Linked DNA regions of Sus scrofa: region 1 is linked to region 2. The links are chromatin contacts, called in public Hi-C maps. All regions are on one chromosome and are shown on one strand. Each heading gives the region's core, a stretch centred on a gene start, on an enhancer-like site or on the middle of the called end of the contact. The rest is flanking DNA. Distances are from core to core; before and after follow the strand shown. Region 1 overlaps SERINC2 (serine incorporator 2). Region 2 has its middle 17 kb from the start of SERINC2.

Region 1 (7,558 bases), core at 1,411-3,910, 41 kb after region 2:
TCGACAACGAGCAGGACGGAGTCACCTACAGCTACTCCTTCTTCCACTTCTGCCTGGTGCTGGCCTCTCTGCATGTCATGATGACACTCACCAATTGGTACAGGTACGAGGACGGAGTCTCAGTGCCCGTGTGGAGTGGGCTATATGGCTTCTCTCCTCTGCCCCCTCTGGGGTTTTCTTGCTGCCTGCCGAAGGCTTGGGTGTGGAAGCGTCTCCGTAGGACCCACCATGGTGCCCGCCCCATCTGTGCCCCAGTTTCCCCACCAGTGCCTCGTCTGCTCAGTAGCTGGTACCTTTGCTAAGTGCCTGGCTAGTGTGGACCACAGGTGGTGAGGGTGGGTCTGTGCAGGGCAGACCAGATTTACAGATCAGGGGTGGCGATTTGGGTTATGGGGTCAGATTTGGGATTCATGGTTGGAAGGTTAGGATTAGGGTATAGGGTCAGAGTCAAAGTCACAGGGTCAAGAATAGGAATCATGAAGTCAAGAGTTGGGGCCATATAAAGTCACAAATTTGGGAGTTCCCATTGTGGCCCAGCAGAAACGAATCCAACTAGGAACCATGAGGTTGTGGGTTTGATCCCTGGACTTGCTTAGTGGGTCAGGGATCTGGCATTGCCATGAGCTGTGGGGTAGGCTGCAGATGTGGCTCGGATCCTGCACTGGGTGGCTGTGGTGTAGATTGGCATCTGTAGCTCTTACTAGACCCCTAGCCTGGGAACCTCCATATGCAGGTGCGGCCCTAAAAAGCAAAAAAAAAGCAAAAAAAAAAAGAAAAAAATTACAACTTTGGTCATTTGGTTAAAATTGGGGTTATGAGGCCAGAAAGCCAGGATTGAAGTGGCCAGGCCAGGGAGCTAAGTTCAGAGTAACAAGATTAGTGGCCAGGACTGGGGCCTATGGGCCAAGGGTCAGAATTGAGATCAGCGATATCAGAACTGTGTGAGGAGTTTCCATGGTGGCTTAGCAGTTTAAGAACCCAACCACTATCCCTGGCCTTGCTCAGTGGACTAAAGGATCCAGCGTTGCCACAGTCTGTGGTGTAGGTCACAGATGTCCCTCGGATCTGGTGTAGCTGTGGCTGTGGCATAGGCTGGCAGTTATGTCTTCGATTCAACTGCTAGCCTGGGAACCTCTATATAGGAGTTGCCCTAAAGAGAAAAAAAAAAGTAAAAAAAAAAAAAAAAAGAAAGAAAGAAAAGGAAAGAACTGTGGTTATAAGGTCAGGGATAGGGTTATGGATGGGATTGAGAGTCAGAGTCAAGGTTAGAGGTCAGGACTGAAGTCAGGAGCTTCAGGGTGCCAAAGTCAGAGAACCGGAGTGAGGTCATAGAATTAAGATTGCAAAGTAAGTGACCAGAATCAGGTCACAATATGACAGCCTAGGATTGGGGTCAAGGTTGACATTGAGGTCAGGGTCAGGTCTATGGTACAAGGTCAAGAGCTAAATGTAGGGTCTTAAAGCTAAGTGTCAAAAGTATCAGAGATGGGGGCCGGCTAGAGTTACAGGGTAGGAGCCAGAGGTGAAGTCTAGGCCAGGACTGAGGTCACGGGATCAGGGACCAGGCTCACTGGGATGGTGGTGTGTTCCAGACCCGGTGAGACCCGGAAGATGATCAGCACGTGGACCGCCGTGTGGGTGAAGATCTGTGCCAGCTGGGCCGGGCTGCTCCTCTACCTGTGGACCCTGGTAGCCCCCCTCCTCCTGCCCAACCGCGACTTCAGCTGAGGCCCCCTGCAGCCAGCCCACCTGGTGCCTCGGGGTTCAGTGACAGCCAGGCTGAGCCCTCACCCTGCCCCACCTCCGGGACATGCCCCTGAGCTGGGACCCTCTTAGTGCCTTCGGGGAGGAGGAGCATCAGGCCTGTCCCTCCTGCTCCCCCGCTCCCCCAGCTGCCTCATTTCCCCTTGCCCCCACTTGCCCTCTTGGGAAAAAAGGGCCCCTTGTTTTAAGGCTCCCCAGGAGAGGGTCCTGAAGGAGAGAAATGCTGAGAGCTGCTCAGAGAAGGGGAGCGCTCGCCTCCATGGGGTGCCCAGCACTTAGGCCCAGGTATTCCTGACCACGTCCCCCAGGGCGCCCCGTCCCCCTACTGGACTCTGTGCCTTACTGAGTCTCTAAGACTCTGCCAATAAAGAAGCCAGTGCGCGTGCCTCCCATGTCTGTGCCTCCCCACCCTCAGGATGAGCCCTGTCCCTGCTGAGACCGTTGTGGGGGCTGGGAACGGAATGTTGGGGCCGGGGTGCTGCTCTGTAGGAGTCAGACCATGAGGGGCCTCAAAAGGCAGACAGAGAGGCCTGCTCTGTCCCCTGGTTCATGGAGATCCTGGGAGTGGGGCCTAGAGAGGAAGGAGGGGCTTGGAGAAAGGGAACCTGGGAGGTCAGAAAAGGGGGGCCTGGGGCCATGTCCACAAGGGGGATGATGAGGCCAGAGTCAGGGTGGGGAGGGGGTCATGCGGAGTGGCTGAGAGGCAGTCTTTGGGCCAGCTTACCCATGCCCACCCTGAGGTCCTGCCACCTCTAACCCGCCTCCAGGGTCCTGCTGAAGAACTTGTCACCACCCTCCTCTTCTTCCTGCCAAGGTCGGTTCGTACCTGCCCTGGGCTGGCTGCTGGAGGAGCTCAGAGAGGAATCTAACCACTCCCTAGACTTCAGGTCATGGTGGGAGGAGCATGTGCTCTGGGGTGGGCCAGGCAGGCCTTATCTGCTCGTCTGCAGAAGATGTGAGGTTCCTGTGAGGCTCTGGGCAAGTCTTTGCCCTCTGGGCCCCTGGCTCCTCATTCATCAGATGGAAAAGCCCCATCCACTCCCAGCAGGTGATGCGGCCCACCCACCTCTGAAGGTGCCAGTGAGGCGTGGACAGGCTCCTGGCTGGGGCCCCGAGCCTGCTCTTGGTGTTGCGATGCCCCACCATGGGTCAGCCACTCCTTCCACTTTGGGGATACCAAAGAGCTACTGACAAGATTGGGGTTTGCTGGGTGCTGGGGCGTGGTGGGCAGGGACACAGCCTGCTTCTAAGGAGCTCCAGGGTCGGTCGTGGGGGGAAGGGGCAGGCAGCACAGATGCACTGAGAAGTCACCTGCCAGTGCACCCGTCAGGACAGTGGGAGGCACCCAGATCAGGAGGAACGAAAATGCCCAAGGGAGAGGACACGGCCTGTGAGCAAGAGAAAGAGGGCAGGGTGTTGGAGGACAAGTGGGCAATGAAGTGTGGCTGGGGTGCAGAGAGAGCATGCGGGGGGATCCGGAGGTTCTGTGACCTTTGGAGAGATGGGTGGGGCCAGAGTCCCACAGACCCTTGAGGGCCATGGTGAGGAGACCAGACTCTATCCTCAGGGTAGAGGGGAGCCATGCAGGGTCTTTGAGCAGGAGAGAGGCAATGAAGGTGTAAGCTGATCATGGGGAGGCCCTGGCGGGTCTAGAGCAGAGCCGTGACATGGTCAGATGGTTATTTTGGAAAGATTTTCATGGATGGAATAGAGGGCACAGCAGCTGGAGGCAGGTGCCCCTCGTCCCCTGCTGTCCAGCATCAAGGCTTCCACACATCCTCCCCTTCCCTCCCTCCCTTCCTTTCCTTCCCCCCTCTGCACCCCAACCTTTCCTGCATCTCCTCTTCTCCATCACATCCTCTTTCTCATTTCCGTCCCCTTTCCCTTCATAACCCTCCCCTCCCACTCTCCTTTGTCACCTCCCCTCCTTTGTCAGCCTCTGGGACAGGCTGTAGGAGCCCAGCTCTTTATGTCTACCTGCCCTCCATGGGCCGGGCTTTTCTGCTGCAGTGCTAATGGCGAAGGGGCACCCTCATCCCCCAGGGTCTAGGCTGCCTGGACTCCTGCTGCCTGGCTGGTGGTCCCTGCGGAGACACCAGCGGCAGCCTCAGCCCAGCCTGCCCTGGAGCAACTTTGGACCCAGTTGGAGAACAAACATCTGGGCAGGGTGTGGTGTGCTGGCAAGGGCTCTGGGTGCCACTCCTGTTCCATCGGCTCCATCCCTACCTCACCACTCTCTCACTGCGTGAACTTAAGCAACACAGTTGCTCTCTCTGGGCCTCAATTGCAGCTTCCGTAAAATGGCAAAGGTAGATATTTTGTAAACCATAAAGCATTGTGCTTTCATGTGGCAAACACTGTGGTTAACCAACAGGCATTCCCAAGCCCTGTCTCCCTTTCCTGCCTCCATCGAAAAGGCAGGAACAGCCAACTGTCACTTTGCAGCTTCCCTGAGAGTTAGAAGTAGGCATGTGACAACTTTCTGGCTAATTAGACCCCAGTGGGAATGCTAAGGAGCAATTCCAGGAAAATTTTGGCTTTTCTTTTACAAAGCACTATTCATTTTTCCTGTTCCTATTTTAACACAAATATGATGCCTGGAGCCACAGCAGCTGTCTTGGGACCATGAGGCAACAAGCCTGAGGAACCAGCATGTTGAGGATTGTTGAACAGAAAAATGGAAGGAGTCTATGTCCTTGATGCACCTGTGAGCTGCTGCATCAACCCTGCTGTGCCTGACTCCAGACTTCTGTTATGTGAGGAAAACAAAAGCCAATATATTTAAGCCCCTGTTAGTTGGGCATTAAGTTCCTTGCAGCTGAATGCATTTCTAAATGAAATCACTTGCAAGATGGTGATTCATGTTAGTGATAATAAAAACAACAGGAGAAACTTATTTCTATTACTCTAGCACCTTCCCCCATATATGTGTATATTTATAACTAAATGTATACTGTATATGTTCATATAATATACATATATGTTTAATAGCAGGATAAATTGTGACAAGACAATTTTTTGAGATATTAATTTTTTTTCCCTCTTCTGCCAAACACAAGGGAGGTTCTGGACCTCCTTGTCTCGGGGGAGGTCTGAGGAACAGTGCGAAGAGAGGGAGAGGTTACCTGCCAGGTGCACTCTAACTACCTCTGGTAGCTAAAGGCCCAAGTTTGCTGTGGAGCTTCTGGAGAGTGGGAAGAGGCCGTGATGGGGGCAGCAGAGGTGCCTCCCGGAGGGAGAGGTGAGAGTGAGGGCCTCAGAGGAACTTAATTAGAGACGGGGGTGGTTCTTCCCAGACCCCCCAAAAGTTTTCTGTAACTGGAAGAGGAGGCTGAGGGCTGTGGGTTCTATGAGCAAAGATGGGGGCACCAGTTCCTTCTGAGCTGGGGGAGCCAGGCAGAGCCTGGGGGACAGGTGAGGCCTCAGGGTGGAAGCACAGTTCCCAGCCCCACCCAAGGTGCCCAGGCCTCCCCGCCCTGACAGCAAATCTTTCCTGCTCTGCCCACAGCCTTGCTGCCACCCCAGGACTTTTGCACTATCCTAGAGAGGGGGCCGTGTGTGTTGGGGAGGACAATGAAAAATGGCTGAGGTTGAATTTCCCACCAGCCTGGTTGGCTGGGGCTTTGGATAGAAAGAAATTTGATATAAAACCAATGAGCAGGAGTTCCCACGGTGGCTCAGCGGGTTACAACCCAACTAGTATCAATGAGGATGCGGGTTTGATCCCTAGCCTTGCTCAGTGGGTCAAATATCCAGTGATGCCATGAGCTGTGGTGTAGGTTGCAGATGTGGTTCAGATCTGGCATTGCTGTGGTTGTGGTGGAGGCCACAGGGCGCTCCGATTCAACCCGTAGCCTGGGAACTTGCACATGCTGCAGGTGCAGCCCTAAATAAATAAATAATAAAGCAAATGAGCAGATGCTCTGTTTCTTGCACACCTGTGAATTGAGCTTGACATCCACTTTAAAATAATTACAGATATAAGGCACACTTATGGCAACTCCCTCCCACTAGAAAACGATACAGACGTATGAAAGCCATTCATCTACTTCATTTTTTCAAGCAGCAGACCAGGATTCTATTGAGTGAATATTCCATGCTGAATTTAGCTAATCCTCAATTGATGTGCATCTACATGGTTTTCAGCGGTTTTCTTTTCTTTTTTCTTTTTTTGTCTTTTTGCCATTTTTAGGCCGCTCCCGCGGCATATGGAGGTTCCCAGGCTAGGGGTCTAATCAGAGCTGTCTGTAGCTGTTGGCCTACGCCAGAGCCACAGCAACACGGGATCCGAGCCGCGTCTGCGACCTATACCACAGCTCACGGCAACGCCGGATCCTTAACCCACTGAGCAAGGCCAGGGATCGAACCTGCAACCTCATGGTTCCTAGTCGGATTCGTTAACCACTGAGCCACGACGGGAACTCCTCAGTGGTTTTCTTTTTTTTGTTGGTCTGATTTTGTTTTTCCTACCACCAGCCACTGTGTTTCTTCTGGCAGCTTGCTGTGTGGCGTGAAGAACGTGCATTTCAAAGCCAAGATCTTCTAGGTTTTTATCTCTGCTTTGCCCTGGTCTCCCTGGGTTTTGGTTTCCCCATCTGTAAAATGGGGATGGTGCCACGTTAGTGAAGGCATGTCTGTAAAGGCCCTGGCGCCACACTCAGCCCACTGTGGGAGCCAGAGAAAGGATGCCTCCTTTCTTTCCTGGCCATCAGTCTTCAGGGTTTGTGACAAAAGCCTAGGCCAACAAATCAGGGCACTTAGCCTTCCCTCTGCCTGCAGGGACACTTGCCCTTTGCTCCTCTGGAGGAGGGTGTGAATGACAGGTGGCAGGATGTGGGGAAAAACAATGATAACAGGAGCCAGTATTTACTGAATGGTTTCTGTGTCCCCAGGCTGGAGCAAGGAGCTTTAATGCCAACAGAGCAAGTGGGTTAGTGCACAGGGAAAGAAATTCTTAAAATGAAAGGAAGATGGGGACTTGACTCCCCACTCCTCTCTGATCCCCAGTCTAAATTAGCCCCCCCCCATTCTCTTAGTTTTCTTAGAAACTGTATTTCTCCGAACAGCCTTTATTGCTGTGTGGGATGGTGTAACCCTCTCTGTGATGATCACTGCATTGTCTGACTCCCCCTAAGGTCAAGGAGGACGAGAACCTACTCTTGTTAATTATCATTTTCCTGGTGCCTAGAACACGCCTGATGAAGAGATAATGACACATGGCATATAAAAGTTCCTGGGCCAGGGACTGAATCCAATTGAATCGGAGCCACACCTGCAACCTACCACCCAGGCTGGGGATTGAACCCACACCTCAGCAGCTACTAGAGCGGCTGAAGTTGGACTCCTAACCCACTGTGCCATGGTGGAAACCCCCAAGGTTCCTGTTGTTTTAAACACAGCAGTGGCCAAACCAGACATGCACTCAGGTTTCCAGTTGGTGACCTCTGAACTCCATAGCCTGGACCTCCCCACCTCTGGCACTTAACCCCTCACCAAGGAGCTCCAGCTCCTGGGTGGTCCTGTCCTCTCACTGCAGAACCATGTGGGCCTCTGCCCTGGTCACTCTCCCTGTGCTCTTCCCCCATCAGCCCCTTCCTCTCACCCTGCACATTTGAAACGGGAGGGAAGGAGGCAGGGCACAAACCTTGAAAGAATGACAGAGTCCTTCAGGATATGGTAAGAACTGTTTACAACCAACTAGGTCCAAGGTGGTTTATGATTTGACTTTCAGTGGACCTGGAGTTTCGTTATATGCTCATTGTAATACCCTGGCATATACTGAATGACACAGCAT
Region 2 (6,985 bases), core at 845-3,344:
ACATCTCTGACCCTTGATCTCAGCTCCTCTCTGCACCCTTCTCTGTATCTGAGAGAACTTTCACTAAGATTGCACAAGCCAATGTGGCAGGAAAAATTGTTTAATTTTAAAAGAATGCAGTATCTGGAGTTCCTGTTGTGGCTCAGCAGTAACGGACCTGACTAGCATTCATGAGGATGCGGGTAGGATGGGGGTTTGATCCCTGGCCTCAATCAGTGGGTTAAATATCCGTTGTTGCTGTGAGCTGTAGTGTAGGTCACAGACATGGCTTGGAACTGGCATTGCTGTGGCTGTGGTGCTTCCATAAGCTGCACCTGCGGCCCTAAAAAGACCAAAAAATAAATAAATTAATGAAAAGCAGTATCTGTTATACTCACCCTTACCCTTCAAAACCCTACTCACATGTCACCTCCCTTCTGATATTTCATTTTCCAACACTGCTATGGCTGTGACTTGTCCATAATCCTATCGTACTTGTTTAGACAAGAGGGTAAATGTTTACTAATCCGTGCCCTTGACTAGGCTGTGAATTTTCCCTCAAGGGTGAAGATTGTGGTTGTCTTGCATGCTATTATTTGGCACAAGACACTGTGCAGGGTCTGGCACCAAGGGTTTTCTCAGTAAATCTGTCAAGTTAAAAACCTGAGGAAGTTCCCGTGGTGGCACAGCGGAAATGAAGCCAATTAGTATCCATGAGGATGCAGGTTTGATCCCTGGCCTCACTCAGTGGGTTAAGGATCTGGCATTGCCAGGAGCTGTGGTGTAAGTTGTACATGCAGCTTGGATCCCGTGTTGCTGTGGCTGTGATGGTTGGCAGCTGTAGCTCCAATTTGACCCCATCCTGGGAATCTCCATATGCCACGGATCGGCCCTAGAAAGCAAAGCAAAGCAAAACAAAACAAGAAACAACCTGAATATATGCGTTCCCTGGTGGCTCAACAGATTAAGGATCCAGCATTGTCGCTACAGTGGCTTTGGTTACTGCAGTGGCTTGGGTTCAATCCCTGGCCCAGGAACTTCTGCATGCTTCGGGGGCAGCCAAAAAACCAAAAACAAACCCGAATAAATATTCAATATCATGTGACCTTCCATAATCCCTGGGAAATGATTTCAGCCTAGTCCTTCCTTAAATTTTTTTTTTTTTTTTTTCCTGGGAATTCCCATCATGGCTCAGTGATTAACGAATCCGACTAGGAGCCATGAGGTTGTGGGTTCGATCCCTGGCCTTGCTCAGTGGGCTAAGGATCTGGCGTTGCTATGAGCTGTGGTGTAGGTCACAGACGCGGCTCGGATCTGGCATTGCTGTGGCTATGGCATAGGCTGGTGGCTATAGCTCTGATTAGACCTCTAGCCTGGGAACCCCCATATGCCGCAGGAGCAGCCCTAAAAAGAACAAAAAGACAAAAAAAAAAATTTTTTTTTTCTTTTTTGGGCACAGCATGGCATGTGGAGTTCTTAGGCCAAGGATCAGATCCAAGCCACAGTTGTGACCTATACCACAGCCAGATCTTCTCACCCACAGAGCCAGGCAAGGATCCAATCTGTGTCCTGGCGCTGTAGAGACGCCGATGATCCTGTTGCATCACAATGGGAACTCCTAGTCCTTCTTTAAGGACGTTCTCCTTGGAGGCCCTTGAACTGGCTCTTAATCTCCCTAAACACATAAATGTCAGAGCCAGAGGTCCTGAGGCCATTTAGCCTCATCAACTTGTGCAGATGGGGAAACGGAGGCCCAGGAAAGGGTAAGACTGACCTGAGTTCACACAGCTCATTAATAGGATGGAAACCAAGCCTTATGCCTCCTGGATCAGGCTTCATCCTATTACTCCCTTTTTAGAAACAGGGAAGCAGGCCTAGAGAAAGGAAGGGGAGCACAAGCTTACACAGTAATTGAGGGGCAGAACCAGGGCCCGGGAATTCTCCTGCCTCCCCTGGGCCTCCTCCTGACCTTTCCCTTCTTTTGAGGCCCAGCAGTGGGACTGGTGGGGCCTCCTCCATGTTTTCTGGGTCAAGGATCAAGATTGAAGGGCGATTCTGTGAGATCCTCCCAGATTCTGTGAGATCTGGGAGCTGATGGAGGCACGCACCAGTTTGTCCACTAGGTGGCACTGCAGATCCTATCTCGGTCCCCTTACTGTGCATCCAGCCTTGGTTCATCTGTACTGGGGCCAGACGGGGAAAACTGAGGCCCTGGGAGGAGAGGGATTTGTAGAGGTCACCCTGAGAGCTAGAGGCAGAGCTGGCACTTGTCTTGGGCCTCCTGACACCGGCCAGGTCATTCCCTAGGCGGCTGAACGTGGCCTGGGGGCGGGGCTTTTCCACCGTTTGCTGGTTGGCTGTCCCTGTGGCTAGTATGGTATTGCGCCTCTCCCTGGGCCACACTGGCCGCCCACGGAGTCACACCCCTCTTCACCTCTGCTCTGTCCAGGGACCCCTACCCTGTCTGCCGCCCGCTGTCATCAGCACAGGTCTTCGTGGTTTCAGAGACATTGTCACTTTCTGCCTGCCCGCTTTGCGTGCTTGGAGAAGGGGGCGGGCCTGGGGATCGGCGATGCGGACTCCAGTCAGACCAACTATGCAGCCTCAGACCAGGTTACCCATCTCTTTCTGCCTCAGTTTCCTTATCTGTAAAGCAGAGATTCTAGTGGTTCTTATCTCTCAGGGTTTTTGGGAGGATTACATGAGATAGCACATTAAGTCCTTGGGAGCTTTTTATCAAGCCTGAAACCTGCAGAGCATCTGGGAGAGATGTGAAACTGCCCCCTCACCCCTTATGGATGACAGACTGAGGCCCAGGGAGGTCAGTGAGCAATGATGATGTCATTTCCTCATTGAGGGCCAGGTATGATTGTCAGGCCATGACTCAAGAGTATAAGAAGTAGAACTTTCTTTTTCTTCAGCCCAGGGGGATGTAGAAGTTGAGGTGGGATGGGAATGCAAGTAGAACCAGCATTTGGGTTGCCCTGTGTGTGTGTTTCCCGCCATGTGTCTGCCTGGAACACCTTGGTGACACCCTCGTCCTTTTTGCTTTGAATGGCCCTCCGGGGCCACCGTCTTTCTCCAGTTCTCCCCGGTCACAGTAAAGGGCACAGGGATTGTTCTGCTGAGTTGGGGGTCACACTGTGGTTTGGGGGTCATTCTGGTAGGTCCCCCTTTGGGCTCTGGCTGCCACCTGCAGGGTCTTCTCAGGGCCTGTGGTGTCTCTGCTCTCAGCTCTTTCTGTTCCAGCCTGGGGAGGTCTCTAGTCTGAGTAACAGATGCCCTGCTTATATGGGGAATGGGGAGAGTAGGAAGAGGGTAAAATACCAGGAGAGAAACATACAGATCAATTATACCAACACATATTTCTGGAGCATCTTGTGTGTACCAGGCACTGTTCCAGATGCTTGGTACATTGCGGGGTTGCATTTTTTTTTTTTTTTTTTTTTTTTGCTTCTGTCTTTTTAGGGCTGCACCTGTGGCATATGTACGTTCCCAGGCTAGGGATCGAATCGGAACTACAGCTGCTGGCCTATGCCACAGCCACAGCAACACCAGATCTGAGCCACATCTGCAACCTACACCACAGCTCATGGCAATGCTGGATCCTTAACCCACTGAGTGAGGCCAGGAATTGAACCTGCAACCTCATGGTTCCTAGCTGGATTCGTTTCCACTGAGCCATGATGGGAACTCCCTGGGGGTGCATTCTGAGCAAGCAGACAAATCTCTTCTCTCAAGGAGGGCTGCAGCAGGAAGCAGACAGTGATGGTCACGAAGGCTACCATTTATGGAGCCCTACTATGTGCTTGTGTCATCTCCTTGATTACTTCCTTTTTTGTTTTTTTTTAGGGTGGCACCTATGGCATATGGAAGTTCCCAGGAGAGGGGTCAAATCAGAGCTATAGCTGCCAGCCTACACCACAGCCACAGCACATGGTATCCGAGCCATGTCTGTGACCTACACCACAGCTCATGGCAACACTGGATCCTTAACCCACTGAGCAAGGCCAGGGATAGAACCCATTGGGTCCTCATGGATCCTAATCAGGTTTGTTACTGCTGAGCCACAAAGGGAACCCCTCATTGATTACTTCCGACAGTATAATGACATAAGTGCTACTATTATCCCCATTTTTTTTTTTTTTTTTTTTTTTGGCCACCACGTAGCATATGGAGTTCCCAGGCTGGGAATCAGATCTGAGCTGCCGTTGGGACCTGTACCGAAGCTGCAGCAACTCTGGATCCTTTAACCCTCTCTGCTGGGCTGAGAATTGAACTTGTGTCCTGGTGCTGCAGAGACGCCGCCAATCGCCTTGTGCCACAGCAGGAACTCCCATCACCCCCATTTTATAGATGAGGAAATAGAGGCACAGAGGTGTTCAGTAACTCGCCCCAGCTAGTAGATGATAGGGGTAGGATTCCGAGCCAGGCAGTATGAAAATTAAACAGGGTGACTTGGTTGAGAAGAGCTGCGTCCAGCTGGAGGATGGATTTTCTGGTCGAAGAGGTGCTGTTTGAGCTGAGACCTGCCTAATGATAAGGAGCAGCCATGCCTGGGGGGATCTCCAGGCAGAGACAACAGCAAGTGCAAAGTCTCTGACGCCAGAATGAACGTGACTGATCAAGTGGCCAGGAGGTCAGGAGTGAAGGACAGCAAGTGGCAGGAGGGGAGGGGAAGAGGAGACAGGCCCAGACTGGCAATATTAAACTCTGGGCAGGGGGTGGTGGAGGGGTTCCAGCCATCCTCCTTTGAGCTGGCGGGGCCAAGCCCTACGCCCATAAACCCCAAGAGGTCATTATCTCCTGTCCCTGCAGGCAGCTGGGGCACCCCTTGCTGGGGCCTCTTCTGACCTCTCACTGGTCCTGGTACCCTGAGGACTACCCAGCTGCCAAGGGGAGGGGGGCACGTGTGGGCTGGGGTGGAGGCCTTGGGGTGCAGAGAAGTCTTATTACTGAGAGGGCACCCATGAGTCGGACCCCTGAGGTCTGTCCCAATAGTGCCACCCTCATTTTGATTGGAGTCATTAAGATCACTCAGCCTTGATGGCCTGGACGTGAGCCAAGCTGTCCCTACTGGCTGCCCTTGACTTCCTGGCCTGGCCTCTCCCTAGTGCCAGTGACAAGAGAGGCCCCTCTGGGGAAACTAATTAGCACCCCTTCCTCTGGATTCCAGGGCTTTCTCCCTGCCCCCAGCCAGGGAAAGAGCTCCTTTCAGAGACCAGTCATTGCCCCGCCCCTCCCACTCTGCTGCCGCCCCCAGCCTGGGGGTTCAGCTGAGGCCAGCATATTTCCCAGGGCGTCCTGGTCCTTCCTGCCCATGGGGAATTTTCACCCATGGGTGCTTTTGCCCATGTTGTTCCCTCTGCTTGGAATGTTCTTTCAACTTCTGTTTACACTGAAAATTCCTTCTACCTCATTCTTCAAGGTAAAACAGGTGAATTCCTTTCTTTCTTTTTTCTTTCTTTCTTTCTCTTTCTCTCTTTCTTTCTTCCTTCCTTCCCTCCCCCTCCCTTTCTTTCTTTCTTTCTTTCCTTTCTTTCCTCCTTCCCTTTTCCCCTCTTTCTTTCTTTTCCTTTCCTTTTTTTTTTTTTTTTTTTTTTTTTTTTTTTTTTTTTTTTTTTTTTTTTCTTCTCTTCCGCTTCCCTATTTCCCTATTAATCAGCTGTCCCCCTCCCAGCCCGCCTTCCCCTCTCCCCTCCCCACTCACCCCCAATCGTTCCCTGCCAACCCCCGCCTCATGTCCTAGTCGATTCGTTAACATGCCACAACGGAATCCATTCATTTTATTCTTACATTTTGGGCCTTTGTTCTTTTAGCTTCCACCAGGCCCTGGGGGCACAGAGTGGGCAGGACAGATTCTGAGGTCAAGGACTGACCTGCGTGAGAGGCAGAAGGTAAACAAGTAGGATGTGTTACTTCATGGATGGGTCCCTGTGCAAAATAAAAGTGAGATCCCTTGTTAAAAAATTATTAAGGATTTCAAAGTTGTAGAGTAGAGCATTAAACAATCAAGGGCACTTCCTAATTCAGGGGCCCTTCTGCAGCGGTCGTGTGCCAGACTGCTGGCCCAGTAAAGGGGTGATTCCATCAGACCTGCTGTGGCAGGCAAGTCTGGGAGTCATCCAGGAGGAGGTGACATCTACAAATTGCAAGAGACAGGAGGACAGAGACGGGAGGATTTCTTGGAAATGGCATGTTGTCCAGACAACAGTGAGAGAAGGGGCCCGAGGAGCAGGTAAGCTCAGATGCAAGGGAGCTGGGTCTTTAGTCTGTGGACAGTGTGGAGCTGCCAAAAGTTCTAAACAAGGATGCAGTCACCTTTGTGATTCTTATTCAAAAAGATTATTCTAGGACTGGAGTTCCCATTATGGTGCAATGGGAATGAGTCCGACTAGGAACCAGGAGGTTTTGGGTTCGATCCCTGGCTTGCTCAGTGGGTTAAGGATCCCATGTTGCCATGAGCTGTGGTGTAGGTCACAGACGCTGCTTGGATCTGGCATTGCTGTGGCTGTGGCATATGCTGGACGCTATAGCTCCGATTAGACCCCTAGCTGGGAACCTCCATATGCTGCAGTGTGGCCCTAAAAAGCAAAAAAATTCTAGGACAAAATAAGAAATACAAATAAAAAAATGAAAAATTTAAACAATAATACAAAAAAATAAAAATACATGTGAAAAAAAGTTCCGATTCACTAGCAATTAAACACATCAAAGAAAAAGTAATTTTGTTATTGTTGTTTGTTTTTGTTTTTTCTGTTTTCAGCTGCACCTGCTGCATGTGGAAGTTCCTGGGTCAGGGGTAGAATCCTAGCTGCATCTGTGACCTATGCCACAGCTGCAGCAACACCAGATCCCTAACCCTTGTGCCTGGCTGGGGATTGAACTGGCAACACCACAGAAACAAGTTGGATTATTAACCCACTGCACCACAGTGGGAACTCCAAAAGTAATTTTTTTGCTTATCATCCAAAAGGGTTGTTTACAATATCAAAACTTTGGAAAT

The links. A called contact is a pair of places that touch in the nucleus more often than the background predicts.
Region 1: a contact with region 2 is called in a Hi-C map of fetal liver, with 1.9 times the contacts expected there. The contact joins two enhancer-like sites. A contact is called at or near these places in 2 of 5 promoter capture datasets (fetal liver and liver), 16 of 47 Hi-C or Micro-C datasets (alveolar macrophages, embryonic fibroblasts, epiblast stem cells and 9 more) and 1 of 2 datasets of contacts at active chromatin or transcription factors (skeletal muscle).

What each region holds. Positions count from the first base shown.
Region 1 is chr6:88,014,986-88,022,543 of Sscrofa11.1, forward strand. It overlaps SERINC2 (serine incorporator 2), which reads left to right. Exons shown (of 10, transcript NM_001244148.1): 9 at 1-103; 10 at 1,593-2,156. The coding sequence ends at 1,728. Among named protein-coding and RNA genes, the nearest start is that of SERINC2, 23 kb to the left of the region's middle. Within about 2 kb of position 2,661, at least 7 of the 83 cell types and tissues checked have an H3K27ac peak or open chromatin away from gene starts, as enhancers often do. A contact at or near this core is called in fetal liver, where this site is marked.
Region 2 is chr6:87,974,742-87,981,726 of Sscrofa11.1, forward strand. No RefSeq gene overlaps it. Among named protein-coding and RNA genes, the nearest start is that of SERINC2, 17 kb to the right of the region's middle. Within about 2 kb of position 2,095, at least 32 of the 83 cell types and tissues checked have an H3K27ac peak or open chromatin away from gene starts, as enhancers often do. A contact at or near this core is called in fetal liver, where this site is marked.